Regions from separate parts of the Mus musculus genome. Here all the other regions are linked to region 1. A link is a contact called in public HiChIP or PLAC-seq data. All regions are on one chromosome and are shown on one strand. The core of a region is the stretch at or near the end of the contact, and the rest is flanking DNA. Distances in the headings are between cores, read along the strand shown.

What was found. HiChIP or PLAC-seq counts read pairs in DNA pulled down with a chosen protein or histone mark.
Region 2: a contact with region 1 is called in an H3K27ac HiChIP or PLAC-seq map of microglia, with 5 times the contacts expected there. The contact joins two enhancer-like sites. A contact is called at or near these places in 5 of 484 Hi-C or Micro-C datasets (CD4 T cells, CD8 T cells, group 2 innate lymphoid cells and 1 more), 5 of 115 datasets of contacts at active chromatin or transcription factors (Th17 cells, memory CD8 T cells, microglia and 2 more) and 1 of 9 other capture datasets (macrophages).
Region 3: an H3K27ac HiChIP or PLAC-seq map of microglia shows a contact between it and region 1, with 5 times the contacts expected there. The contact joins two enhancer-like sites.
Region 4: a Foxp3 HiChIP or PLAC-seq map of regulatory T cells shows a contact between it and region 1, with 5 times the contacts expected there. The contact joins two enhancer-like sites. A contact is called at or near these places in 1 of 484 Hi-C or Micro-C datasets (CD4 T cells) and 1 of 115 datasets of contacts at active chromatin or transcription factors (regulatory T cells).

What each region holds. Positions count from the first base shown.
Region 1 is chr10:19,568,830-19,572,188 of GRCm38.p6, forward strand. No RefSeq gene overlaps it. Among named protein-coding and RNA genes, the nearest start is that of Ifngr1, 21 kb to the right of the region's middle. Within about 2 kb of position 1,587, at least 109 of the 459 cell types and tissues checked have an H3K27ac peak or open chromatin away from gene starts, as enhancers often do. A contact at or near this core is called in CD8 T cells, Th17 cells, memory CD8 T cells and 2 more, where this site is marked.
Region 2 is chr10:19,066,725-19,070,083 of GRCm38.p6, forward strand. Gm51814 (predicted gene, 51814) reads left to right here. Exons shown (of 4, transcript NR_168594.1): 4 at 2,482-2,635. Among named protein-coding and RNA genes, the nearest start is that of Gm51814, 5.6 kb to the left of the region's middle. Within about 2 kb of position 1,872, at least 55 of the 459 cell types and tissues checked have an H3K27ac peak or open chromatin away from gene starts, as enhancers often do. A contact at or near this core is called in CD8 T cells, Th17 cells, memory CD8 T cells and 1 more, where this site is marked.
Region 3 is chr10:20,038,483-20,041,841 of GRCm38.p6, forward strand. The region is part of intron 7 of Map3k5 (mitogen-activated protein kinase kinase kinase 5); the gene reads left to right. Among named protein-coding and RNA genes, the nearest start is that of Map3k5, 110 kb to the left of the region's middle. Within about 2 kb of position 1,834, at least 43 of the 459 cell types and tissues checked have an H3K27ac peak or open chromatin away from gene starts, as enhancers often do. A contact at or near this core is called in microglia, where this site is marked.
Region 4 is chr10:19,115,776-19,119,134 of GRCm38.p6, forward strand. No RefSeq gene overlaps it. Among named protein-coding and RNA genes, the nearest start is that of Gm20139, 24 kb to the right of the region's middle. Within about 2 kb of position 1,501, at least 54 of the 459 cell types and tissues checked have an H3K27ac peak or open chromatin away from gene starts, as enhancers often do. A contact at or near this core is called in regulatory T cells, where this site is marked.

The DNA.
Region 1 (3,359 bases), core at 337-2,836:
TTGATTAGCAAAAGAATCTGCAAAATAATACACATTAGCATGTGCTAGAATATAGCTAAGTTGCAAAATGCAAGCGTAGTAGGAATACAGCCTTGGGTTCAATGGCCAGCATGTGGGGAAAAGAAGAAGAAGCACATGGGTTCAACCCCACTTATAACACAAGGTGCAAAGCCAAGTCAAAATCAAACTCTGTTAGACGTGAGGAGAGAGGGGAACAGGGAGTGTGAGGAAGATGGGGAGTGGTCAGTCAGGATTATTCATCTTTTAAAAATGAATAATTACGTTCACTTATGACAAAAACATGTTTCTATATTTCATAACTAACTAAAATTTGCTTGAAGTCAAGCATTCCAGTCTTCTTTCCAAGAAAAAAGGGGGCCAAATTAGATATTTTTTGAAGAGATACAACAGTATTTAATTACCTTTTTTTTTTTTTTTTTTTTTTTTTAGTAAAGGGCTTAATTTGTTCTATCACCGCAGGCCACTTAATTAAAATAGAGCAAGAAAATAAATAAAAGTTCACTATTTAATACAAGCTAGCTTCCCAGAATCTCATGCAGGACAATAGTGTTGATCATCGAATGGCTGGCTGCAAAATGCTTAGTGAACCTGTGCCCAAAAAAGAATTAAGATACAGCCCTGACTCATCTAGGTGTTCCCACTGCTGAGAAGAGGAGCGGCTTTTCCTCCTGTGAGAGGTGAGGACACCTCTTACAACTCTTCCTCGAAGTGGGTGGAGGTGGAGAAGGGGAAATGAAAATGAGCAAGCAGAAAAGGTGGGAAGGATGATGGGTTTGTCCAGTTCAATCCTGTCCTGGGTGTCCACTGGAAAGGATTCCCCAAAACACAAATTCGAGGCCTGAGACTAGCTCCAGGCAGAAGCAGTCGCTGAATGAAGACCGTAGTAAATAAAGCAAACTATAATGTTGAGAAGCAAAGAGACAAAAGTATTACAATGAATTTTATTATACTTATGAGGTACGATATGATGTTTTATTGTATTGTGTGGCGGCAAGAGGTCATGTGTGTGTGTGTGTGTGTGTGTGTGTGTGTGTGTGTGTGTGTGTGTGTGTAAGGAAGAGATCATATGTGTGCACATGTGCAGAGGTGAGAGGGCAATGTCAGCTGTTTCTCTCAGTTGCTTCCTCACCTTATTTTTGGACAGAGCCTCTCTCTGAACACGGAGCTCAGAAATCAGCTAGAGGAGCTGACCAATGAGCCTCAGGAATCTTGCCTCGGGCTCCACAGCATCGCAGGCTTTCTACCTGGGAATCCAAACTCAGCTCCTCATGTTTGTGCAGCAAGCAATTAACGGACTAGTCCAGGCCCCAATGTGATGCTTGGTTCATGTGTATGCTGAGTAGTGATCAACTCTAGGTAACTGTCATACTCATCTTTAATGGAAATCGTTACAATAGAAGAAACATGAGAAATGGAAATGCAGAGTAGGTAGAATGTGTCTAAAGGGAGCACAGAGAAGCTTGTGTCTGTTTTCCCTTCTCCTTCACTTTGTTTTTGCAGTCAAGAAACCACCTCCTCCTGAAAGTCCCCAGACAAAAATATTTGCTTCCTCAATCTTGAAGCAGTGACTCATCTATTCTTCATAGCTGGCCACTTTCCTCTTCCCACAATGCAAGCGCTTCTACGATGGACCAGAGACTTTAAAAGACAAGCTTTGGCTCAGGGGTCTAAGCCCAGGGAATTTTTATCTGGTGAAAATGAGCCGGAAGTATGTGAGAACAAGAAATGTCTGAGTCACATGTGGCCAATCGTGAACCAGCTAGGACAGGACACCTGGTTGGGAGTGTGGGAAGGACCCTCTTTGAGTTGGCCAGCTTGTCTAAGCCAGCACTCCTAAATGACAATCCACATTGGTGCAAACTACAGTTTAACATTGTAGGAACTATAAACTGCTTGTAGGAGCTTCCCACACAGCTAAGCAAATTGTAATACACACTCTTAACTCTTGCTACATCAGAAACAAACACAGACATGGCCCAAGCCTCAGGGCAGCTGCAGGACAAAACATTATGAGAAATGCAACTGTCTTGTTCTAAAGTGTGACCCTCCCTTTGCTGTTAAACTGTTGAAAATAGTGCACCCAAAGAAACGGAAATGTCAGTGTCCTTAGGAAATCTCATTAGGAGAAGGAAGGGGTTTTTTGGCAGCCAGAGGAGGAACTTGTTTCCCTAAAAGAGATGTTGACAGACAGTTCTGACTTCTTATCAGACCACCTTACAGGGAAGACTGGAGTTGAAACTATGTTGGGTGGGATACAGACCAGAACTGCTTAGCTGTTTATATCTCTTGTCCTGTTTGGACCAAACCTCATGTCAGGACCCTGAAGATGAATTTGGGGAATCACAGGACCTCTTTTTCCTCATTCCCAATTTGGCCACAATGGATCGATCTGTTTTCTCTGTTTTTTACTTTGTTTCTTCAATTGGCTTATTGTGATGCTGTAGCTGAGCGTGGCTTTTGAGGGCTGCCCGAGGCCAGACTCAACAGCAGTATTAGAAATGGGTCCTGGACCAAAGCCTCATGCTGAGTACATTTCTAGGTTTAATATGCTTGGGAAAGGTACCTTTCTTATGAAGCATAAACACAAATAAAAGCCATATACACACCCTTTAACTATGTGGATGCAAACAGACAAACAGTGGGATAACTTTCTTTCCTTAGTAGTCCACAGCGTTGGTCATTGTTATGGTAAATATTAAAAAGTTGCTCTATGCTCCCAGTGGGTGTGCGCATGGCTCTGCACCCACCCAAGAGCTCTGGATTCATGAATGAAAGACACAGCACATGCTACCTTTATATTTAATATGCCTTACTAGCTCAATGACTGGGCACTTCCAAACCTCCCCATGGCTAACACACAATCTCCTCCGGTATTCCTGAGTTAATAATTTTCTAAATATAAATTTATCTTTGCTGCCCTGCTTTCTTCTGGGCAGCCCTCCCATGGGGCCACTTTCCCCTTGCACCTACATTTTGGCCGCTTCACTCTCCTGCTCCTTCATGGTGGTGTCTGTGTTAGGCCCTCTCATGGTGACTCCCTTCTTCCCTACATTCCTTGTCCTGGAAATCTAAAACTCCTGCCTCTGTCTCCCTGCCCAGCCATTGGTCATTGGCAACTTTATTTCCCAATCAGAGTCAACTGGAGTCAGGCTTCCTTTAGCCTCTGTGCGCCTCTGTGCGGGACACTGCAAACATATTTTTAGGGTAACACAATTAGCATGAAAACACAAGCCACTACAGGTCATCTCTGCTCAGTCTTAGGAGCCCCTGAATTGGCCCCATAGCCTCCCAATAACTTCCATATTCAAAACTAAGTAAAATTGTAATCTCGAAACCTC
Region 2 (3,359 bases), core at 622-3,121, 500 kb before region 1:
CTTTTCTTTGCTGTTCCTCTCCTTCCCAAAATAGTCATCATCTTTCAAGATGCTTCTGCCAAGTTCTTCATGATTATCACCTTTGTCCTGTTTCCTTCTCTATGAAAGCAGGGTTTCTTGTCCACTGAATTTACTAATGTAGTCCAATATCTGTCCCCTAAGTAGGTACTTGGTCAGTATTACTGAACTCAGTTTAGTCATCTGATGGCCACATGAAGTGCATGGTTTTGGGGAGCTGAGTCCTTTGGTGAACTGATACCATCAAGGACCTGGTTCTTCAGCTCTAAACTTTGTGGTTTTTTTTGGTGTTGACTTACTCCTAAGTCATACTTCCTTTGCAGTTCCTAGCTGCCTCTTACTCTTTATCTTGTTAGTCAATATGGTAGAAGGGACATAGGGACTTTATCTTACATTCCAAACAAATAGCTTGAGACTAACTCCATTACAGCCACGATAGCATGAGGTACGTAATGTACTGATGGCTTACGATAACTGAGATACAATCACATGGAGCCCTGAACAGGAAAGAGAAACATAGAAAATACATGTTTACTTCACTCGTCGAGAACCAAGAGGAAGGTTGATGGTGATAAGCAACAAGAATCTCTTCCATTCTATCTTTATTTCAAGCAGTTAGGCACAAATATGGGTTATGCTCATTGGGCAAATATGAGATCTCCTAAGGATCAGAGAAGTCATCTCTTAAAAAGATTCAGGAAACCAACAGTATGCTGACCTCAAAGAAACTGGTGTCACTCTGCTTGTTCTGTTGGGGTGATTTTCTGGGGAGTTAAAAAACTAAGCAGCCATTCACTTCTTAGTTCTTTCTCTGTACAGAACACACCAGACATTGATACTTCTGTGTCTCTGGAGGCTTATTTCAAGTCCCAGAAACAAGCCCAGTGTCCTTAAGCTGTGGAATGGGGTGCCTCCCCTGCCCTTCCTCAGCCCTGTATTGCTCTTACTAACCTAGAAACAACCCCAATCGAATCCTCATTGGATTTGTAGCACAATGTCAGGGACAGCCTACATAAGAGGTAGGAGGTGATACTGTTTCCTAGGTTATACACTAAATAGCCAGAACACCAGCAAGTATCATTCCCTCTGCAGAACTGAGTGGGTAGCAACAGGAGTATAAAAATAAATTGTAAAAGACCTGTTCCCACTGCTCCTCAATCTTGTGCTTAGAGGCAACTACTATTAAAATGAGCCCGTTGGCTTCCAGTCACTCTTTCTATGTAAACACACGTGTACATGTTCTTGGTCTTTCTCACACACTTTGGAATTATTTTAAAGGACTATATTGTGAACATTATTCTCTGAGTCAAGGATTATCTTTCCTCCTTTTCCTGTCAGAGGCATATTGTACTTTAACACAGTATCTTTTTGCTGATAGAAGCCTCTTGGTTGTTGGGTGCTCTTACATGTATATCCATCTATATGTTTCAAAGTATATCTGAAAACTAAGTCCTACCATTTGTAATTGCTGGACCAAACTATATGCCTTGAAATTTTCAAACACTTGGTTCTGATTGCACTTCCACTCCTAAGGGTTGGTGTGAATATTTCCTAACTCTTTGGAGTTGAGTTAAAAAGACATGATTGTTAAATCTCCTTTTAGCATTCACAGATCCCAATTCTAAGATTCTCATCTCTTCTGCACGGTGGCTTCTTGAGGCTAATTTTTATTTTAGATTATTGAAATGAGCTCTCTATTTAGTAGTGAGTCAGAAAGAGAATGTCTGAAAATGAAAAGGAAAGTGCAACTGAAAACGATCACACACTTCCTGTAACTATCAAGAGGGGTAGTGGGTCATGCCAGTAATACCACTGCAATCCCAGTACTCAGAAGCGAGAGGTTCGGGATGGACTGATTTCACATCATAAAAAAAAGAGTGAAAGTGAAAGTTGGACTGAACAGGGTCAGTGAGCACAGGTGTTTGATCTGAAAGTGTAAGTTGCTATGGAGACACAGGAATTCTCTGTAATGAATGGGGGGGGTACATTAACCCCACCCGTAACCTTTGAATCAGTTTGTGTTATCAGCTGTTTGAGTCAGAGAAGAAAGATGGCTCAACCTGCCCAATCCTTAGCTGGAGATCCTACCAGGAAAATTCAGGGTGCTGCGGAAGTTTGTAGGTGAACAGCGTGGTGGGTTTCTCCCTTTGAGTGAAGGTTGAAGTCTAGTATTTACCTTGTTCGTAGTCTAGTTCTGGGAGCTAGTTCTCTGGAGTTATACCCAATGTATAAGAAATTGCTCTCACCTTGTTGTTTTGGGAAAGTCTTGCTAGATATTTCTGATTGGTCTGATAATATGTACCCCAAAGTTAAACTTGCAACAATCCTCCTGCCTCAGTGTTGAAGTTACTGGTTTATTTCATTTTGCCTAGGTTAGTTGGTTCTGATTTAATTGAAAGTTTCATGTGCATTTTCTTTTAAATTCAGCTGATGGTGTTGATATTTCTTTCTTTCTATGAATAGCTGATTCAGCCCTAAAGACACCACCGAATTCTATCAGAAATTCAGAAATGATTAAGATGTGGAGCCTTCCTAAGTGAAAGTCAGCAGACTATCTTAGAAAAGTTCATACAAGACAATTGCTGTAACTTCGCCTTAATAAAATGTTTGAACTTTTCTATTTAATTTAATGATATTTATGGAGCCTCACCCTCTGTTCCCAAAATATCTTAACTTTTATGAAATGAGAACTTGAAGAGGCTGTGTATGCCACAAAGTCTTGGGTAAGGAATATAAAAGTAGAAATGTTTTATTCAAACAGTATAGATAAAAACACTATAAACACACATCAAAATTTCTTCACTACAGAACTGGGTGTGGTGGTCATTTCTGAAATCTCAGCATTGGAAGACTGAGGTAGGCCTATCACTGAAATTTCATGGCCAGCCAGAGTGAGACTCTGTTGGAAAAAAAATGTTTTTTTCCTTCAAAATAAGACACTGAGAATAGCATCAGGGAAACTACGATGCTGTGCACATCCTTTCCTTTTGAGGTTGAAGGGTCTGAGCGAAAGTCCTGATTGCCACACTTCTTTCTCCAACATCAACTTGTAATATTGCCCAATTCAAACATATTACAATAAAGGAGTAATAATGCATCTTATTTTGTTACTATAAATTTTGCTGTTAATATAGTGATGTATTATATTTTATTATTATTATCTTCTAAAAGCCCATTCTTTTCTAAGGAGGGACAGAAAGGGAGTGGGTTCAGTGGGAGGGGAGGTGGGGAAGAGCTTGGAGGAGGAGAGTAAGGGGAAATCATAACCATGAGCTATTATGTGAGAAAAAAAATCTATTTTCAGTAAAAGAAAGAAGTAGAAAGTGAAGTTTTATCAGAAA
Region 3 (3,359 bases), core at 584-3,083, 470 kb after region 1:
GCATCCTCTTACTGTCCTATGGACACTTTCCTTTAGCTTTCCGTATTATGATAGATTATTAAAATAGTCTTTGGGTTTTGAATCTGATGAGACACAGGGGATAGGGTTGGAAGGAAGAGTATGTGGGTTCATTCCAACACTGAATGAAGCATCAAAAAAAGAAAAGAACAGTTGTTAAACATGCTGTTCATGGTCATTGGTTTAGTTATTTTGTTCTTTGACGCTCTTGAGGTTGGCTGGAATATTGTCACTACCTTCATCCCTTGGTATCCATGGGGAGTTAGTTATAAGACACCCAAGGATCAAAACCCATGGGAGCTCAAATCTTTAGATGAAATGGCATGGTACTTGAATCTAACCCATGCAACAGTGCTTGCATATACCCAACTTGTTTACACTTCCTATAGTGCCTCATACATGTAAATTCTGTGTTCAGAACCGTTATATGGTATTGTGTAGAGAATAATGACAAGACAATATCTGTACTAATTCAGTATACACATAATATTTTCTTAAAAATTTTCAACCTATCATGTGTTGAATAATGTGACAGGGAACCCACAGATATGGAAGCCCAGTTGTATGTTGATACTGAATTAGGTTGAGATTGCAGAATTGTGTATGTGTGTGTACCCTGATTCATGTATATGCACGTCAAAGTCAGGACAACTGCGGGTGTCATTCTTCAGATGCCATTACTTTCTGTTTCTCTCCATCTCTCTCTTCTTCCTCCCTCCCTCCCTTCCTCCCTCCTTCCTCTTCCCTTCCTAGCTCCCTTTCTTCCTTTCCTCCCCCCTCCCCCTTCCCCTCCTCTCCCCTGGGGCTGGTTTCTTTGTGTTGTTTGTTTTGACAGTCATGGTACAAAATATACTTTAAAAGAAACTTACCCTGGTAACCCCGTTTGAGAGTACAGTTCAGCAGCATTGAGTGCACTGATGTGTGTGTCTGTCTGTCTGTCATTACCTCCCATGCACAGGCCTCTCTCCATCCTATAGCCCTGAAGTTCTGTACCCATTAAATAATTCGCCTTCCTCTCTTAGCCCCTGGGAATCACAATTCTACTCCTTGTTTTTGTGAATCTACTGGAGGCACCTCATATATGCTTTGTGATTATTTTAACTGACTACCATGGTATTTCCAGAGTTTATGGATATGGTAGCCTGTGTCAGCATCACTTTCCTTTAAAGGCTGACTACTAGTTCTTCGTGTGTGTATATATACCACATTTTGTTCATTCTTGCATCCACCCACAAACATATTGGCTCTTCCGTCTTTCGCACCTTATAAAAAGAATTGCTATGCATATCAGCCTACAGGGATCTCTTTGGAGATCTCAATTTCAGTTTCCTTTTTTTTTTTTTTTTAACACTCAGAAGACATTTGTGGTTCTGACAAAAAAAAAGTTTCTGGTGATGTATCATGATATATCAAATTTAAAAGCAGATCAGAAAACAGCGTGGATTTTCTCTTTTCAGGAAAAAAAGATTTTGTAGAAATGGATGTGATAAATAGTGTTTGGGACTTTTGCAATTCTTGCTTTGATGATGATGATAATGATGATGATGATGGTTAGCGAGTGTATAAGTGGTTGGGATTAGACAGCAGGCTGTCCTTGGTCCCCAGATCACGTTAGCGAGTGACTGCACACACTGCTGTGCTTTGTCTTTGAACATTTCATGAGTGATAATTTCAGGAGTCTGTAGAGGCACTAAGGAGCATGAAATTCTGATTTAATCACCGATGTTTCACTGGGAGAAGCACAGCTGTTAGGACACAAACAAAGGGGAGTGACCACTAAATGGACCTTGAGTCCGGTTCCTCCCAGCTGGAGAGCAGACTGTCTTCCGCCAGGATGAGAGTGTGCACGCAGTATTATGAAAACACCACCCACTTGGCCACCAAGGCCTCGCTCCTTCAGTGTCAGCCAGAAAACGGTGCTAGTTAGAGGAAGTTCTTGAACAAAATCTGTTACTTTGGAAGTGTGAGTGAGAGGTGATTTGTTTGAAATGTAATCCTGATATAACTGCATTTAGATGCAAAATATCATTTCTCAAATGTAATAATGAGTTGAATGTAGTATACCCTAATAGCTCCCTTTCAACAAATACTTAGTGCTGGGACAAAAATGAAGGAATGTAAGCAACATCATGCTATTATTTAAATATGATTAGAATTTTCTTAATACATGGATGTTCAGTTCTTTTGCTAAGGTTATTCTTCCAAATGAAGTTGTCTTGATTTTTTTTTTCTATTTCGGTGATACAGTGTAACTAAGAGCACCTTAAAGGAGCAAGGGGTCTGTTATCAAGAAAGCCATGTTAGGAAGTCTAGGGGAAACCCGAGGCAGGAACTGAATGAAACAGAAACCACCAGAGAAACGCTGCTTGCTGGCTTGTTGCCTTGACTCCTTCAGCTGGCTTCCTTGCACAGCCTAGGACTACCTGCCTAGGGATAGTGTTCCCCACAATGGGTTGGGTCCTCCTGCATCAATTAGCCACTACTCAAAAGCCTCATGGACACGCCCACAGGCCAGTCAGGTCTAGGCTATTCTATCCTTATAGTGAGGTTCCCTCTTCCTAGGTAAGTAAGTTTGTGACAAGCTGACAACTGAATCTATGGGAGAAGTTCCCTCTACATTAACATCACTCTTGGCTTGTTGTTTTAGTTCTTTCTTAATAATTTGGCAACACTAACCACTAGATTTCTTTACATAAAGGTATGTTCATTTATCCTTCTGCAAGTTAGACTGTAAAGACTTTAACGATGTAAAACAACTTCTTTGGTATAATTTATGGACATATTTTAGTACTATTGCTGTATCAACTTTTTCTTAAATATTAGTTTTTAGCCTAATAAAGCTGATTAAATATATCTGGTGAAAAACTCCATTTTCTGAGAACATATTAATATCAGTAGAAGATACAAACTTTATTCTCTGCTTTTATTCCTCCTTTCTTTTATGTTTTCCTGTCCAACTCCCCTCTCTTTTATTATGTGAAACATAAGAGGCAAGGGAGACGGCCCTAAATATAGAGCGCCTGCCACATAAGCAGAGGGCCTGAGTTCAGATTCTCATGACCCTCCTGAAAAGCAGACGCATGGGCAGATGGCAGGTAAGCCTAGGGGCTGGGAGTTCATTCAGTGAGATGTGGCATGAAGTCAGTTAGAGACACCTGACATTGACTGGACTCCACGTGTGCATCCCACATGCACACAGGTTTATGCAAGTGCATGTATACACACACACACACACACACACGACAAAAAGCAACTAAAATAATTTTTAAACTACAAACCAAGGGAAGAGAGAAAGAAGAAGATGGCTCACTCTTTGGAATCCACAGAACAAAGTCAGGTTC
Region 4 (3,359 bases), core at 251-2,750, 450 kb before region 1:
TAAAAACATTCCAGTACTCATGGCCAAACCACAAGGGAGAAAGACCAGTGGTGTGACTGAGAAGGACAAGTGTCCTTCCTCCCACTGAAGCTGGTCGCTAGTTGCTGGGCTTGCAAGGCTTGCTTTACAGCCTCTGCCCCAGTAAAAGTGAATTGCTACACTTTTCATTATTCTGTTGTCCATCAGCACCAGGCTGGGTAGAGGCAGAGAACAGAGCTCTGGGAAAGAAGCACTGAGGGGAACAGGCCCAGCTGAACTCTCTCCCCTAGGAAAGGCTCCTCCCCTAGGCGTGTCAGTGGGAGGCTTTTTACAGAAGAAAAAGACAATGTGAGGAAACTGACCCTTTTGGTGAGGGAGTGCGAAACATCAGCAGCCTCTGAACAATGCACTCACAAGAATTTTACATTTCGACTCCATGCTCACTTTAACGGTCTGCTGCCGTATCCTGAAATTTTTCATAATCGCCGGTCCCCGAACTTTGCATTTTCATTTTGGCTTAGGCGTCGTCACAAGTTTTGGCTGATCTGGTTGATAGACATGACAACAGAATCAAAGAGGCCTAGGAAGAGTCAGTCTTCATCCTTGACTTTGCAAAAGGCCCTATGGTCAAGCCAGGGAGGTAACATGCTAGAGGGCAGACAGCAGGGAACCTCAGAGTGTGCCGTGATTTCTCATGTGTATTCATTACAGTTTGGCCTCTGGGACATTGGGGGGCAATGTCTTTGGGCCCCTCACCAACAGCTACAACCTCTTTTCCTTCTATGTCTTATCAGCACAACCACATGGGTTGTACCACTGATGGCCATGTGTCCTTTCTCTGAAGCTGGTGACCATGAGTTGACTGTCTTTCACTGGTGTGTCATGTCTTTGGCCTTAGTAATACTTCAGGAAATAACCAGAAGATAGAGATATTCAGAGATCAGGAAATAACCAGAAGATAGAGATATTCAGAGATATACCATAAACAAAGAAGACAAAAAAGCATGAAGATGTTACACAGAGGCAAAAAATTATTCATGACATTTATAAAGTTGAAAAGTTTAGGTAAAAAAAACAATAAAAATGCAGTCTACTGGGAAGCAGCCCCAGCCATGAGTAGCCTATCAAAGAGTTACTACCAAGAACTACTGTCTCGGGTGACACAGTCTGGGCATGGCCCCCATCGTTTTTGCATGGTTTGAAACAAAAGATGACAATCTGATTTACCTGATGCATTTCCTCTATACATTCATCATTAGCAATGTCACCTTCCTTCCCAGAGAAGAGTCCTTGTATAACTAGGCAAATGTTTCTGCTTTGACTGGGTACATTAAGTTTTCAACAGGAACTGAGTAGTGACTGAACTCTGCTCCCGCCCCATCAGAGTCTGAAAACGTGACAAGCACAGCCCAAAGGGAAGTTCCCCTCTTGTCATTTTTTTGTCAACATCTCTATAAGTGTTTCATAGTTTTGGCTCTGTGATAGACTTCAAACAAATCCAAAGATACTCCTTGTCCTCAGGCAAGTAGTATAACATCAAAAACACGACAGAGAGCACATGCGTATTTCTTCCGTGCTGAGTGGAAGGCAGTAATCTGTGGACGTACAATGCTTGCTAGTGGTAAGGCAGGTGTTTACCATGCTACAAGCATGACACAGAAACCATCAGAAGGGCTTTTCATTTTAATTTGAAACATCTGAACAGAGGCACGGCTATTGCTAATCCTCAAATTAAACAACAGGCTTTTTCCAGAGTTGCATACCAAACTGGCCGAGTTGCCAAGGGAACTCCCACCCTTTGCTCATGTGCGTCTAAGCCAGAACCTTGCAAACAGATGCTCATTTCATCCTTATTAAACATTCCTCATTGCAAGCATTGGGTAAATATTTGTTCAGTGATAAGAACCATGAATGGAAAACCTGTGTTTCCAAACACACAGCTCATCTGCGTTTGTTGGTTGTTTGTTTGGTTGGTTTGGTTTTGGTTTTTTTGTTTGTTTGTTTGTTTTTTGTTTGTTTTGTTTTTTGATTTTTTTGGTTTTGTTTTTGTTTTTCGAGACAGGGTTTCTCTGTATAGCCCTGGCTGTCCCGGAACTCACTTTGTAGACCAGGCTGGCCTCGAACTCAGAAATCTGCCTGCCTTTGCCTCCCGAGTGCTGGGATTAAAGGCGTGCTCCACCACGCCCGGCTTCCATCTGCGTCTTTTAAATGCTGTGAAAATGGTTGAGAAGGCGTCTTTTATCCCGGCTGGAATTATAGTTTAAAGGTGAGGTGAGAAGAGATCTCTTGTTAATCCCTCTTTTCCCAGGATCCTCTGTTTCACTCCTCATATGCAGGACCCCTCTCTCTGGACACAGGATGCTGCATGGCTTCTTCATGCACTGATTAGGGCAGATGCATCTTCAGTTTCTCAGGTTTTGATTTTATTTATTTTTTTCAATTATATTTTTTCAAGGATTACATCTCATTATGCTACTTGTGAACACAGTGTTTTAGCAGATGCCCATCTCACTCATCTGTCCCACCTTTTGGGCCCTTTATTCATTAAAACCTCCCCCCGTCTAGTCTCCTTTTGGCTTTCATGTCACTTGTGGCTTTTCCCAACTTCTCTACCTCATCTTCTTTTTTTCTCTCTTGCTCTCCTTTCCAGTTTTTTTGTTTTGTTCTGCTCGTTGCTTTACCCACCTTTACACCCATTTTTATATGTCTGTGTCACATATTACAAAAAAAAAAAAAAGATCTATATAAGAGAGATAACATGTCATTTATGTCTTCCTGAATTTAGGTCACTTTTCTTAATATTAAACTTTGCAGATCTATCCATTTTCTTACAAACGTCCCAATTCCATTTTTGTTTACATCCAAATAGTATTCTATCGTGACTATGTACTATATTTTTCTTAGGTAGGTAACTGGAGACATAGGCCTTTAGAAGCTGCAATATTTCCTCTTTCTTCCTCACCAAGTAGCTCTGTCGAACCCAGCTTGAGCGGCACAGTGAAAGAGGCTGACTGTTTCCTGGAATAGCCTATTTCACTTTCTAGGGGGTGGGGAACCAGGTAGTCTTTAAAAGGGTATTCTTTATTTTTAACAAGATGTCTATTTTTTTTTCAAATTCTTAAACACTGGGTTTGAACTCTTGGGTGACATTTTTATCCCCTTTATTCATATCCTCAGCCCTTCCCATTGGCCAGATAAGGAAGAAAGTTTGCAAAACAATGGGAAGCTGGAAAGGGCCCAGGTTATGAGCAACCAGGAAAGTCGGGTTACTGTACCAGTCATACAGATAATGCTTAGCAAAGGTAGCAGACTCTGGAGAAAGCTGATGAGGTCAAGTTTGAACACAGACATAACCATAGTTATTAAAAAAAATTGAGAAA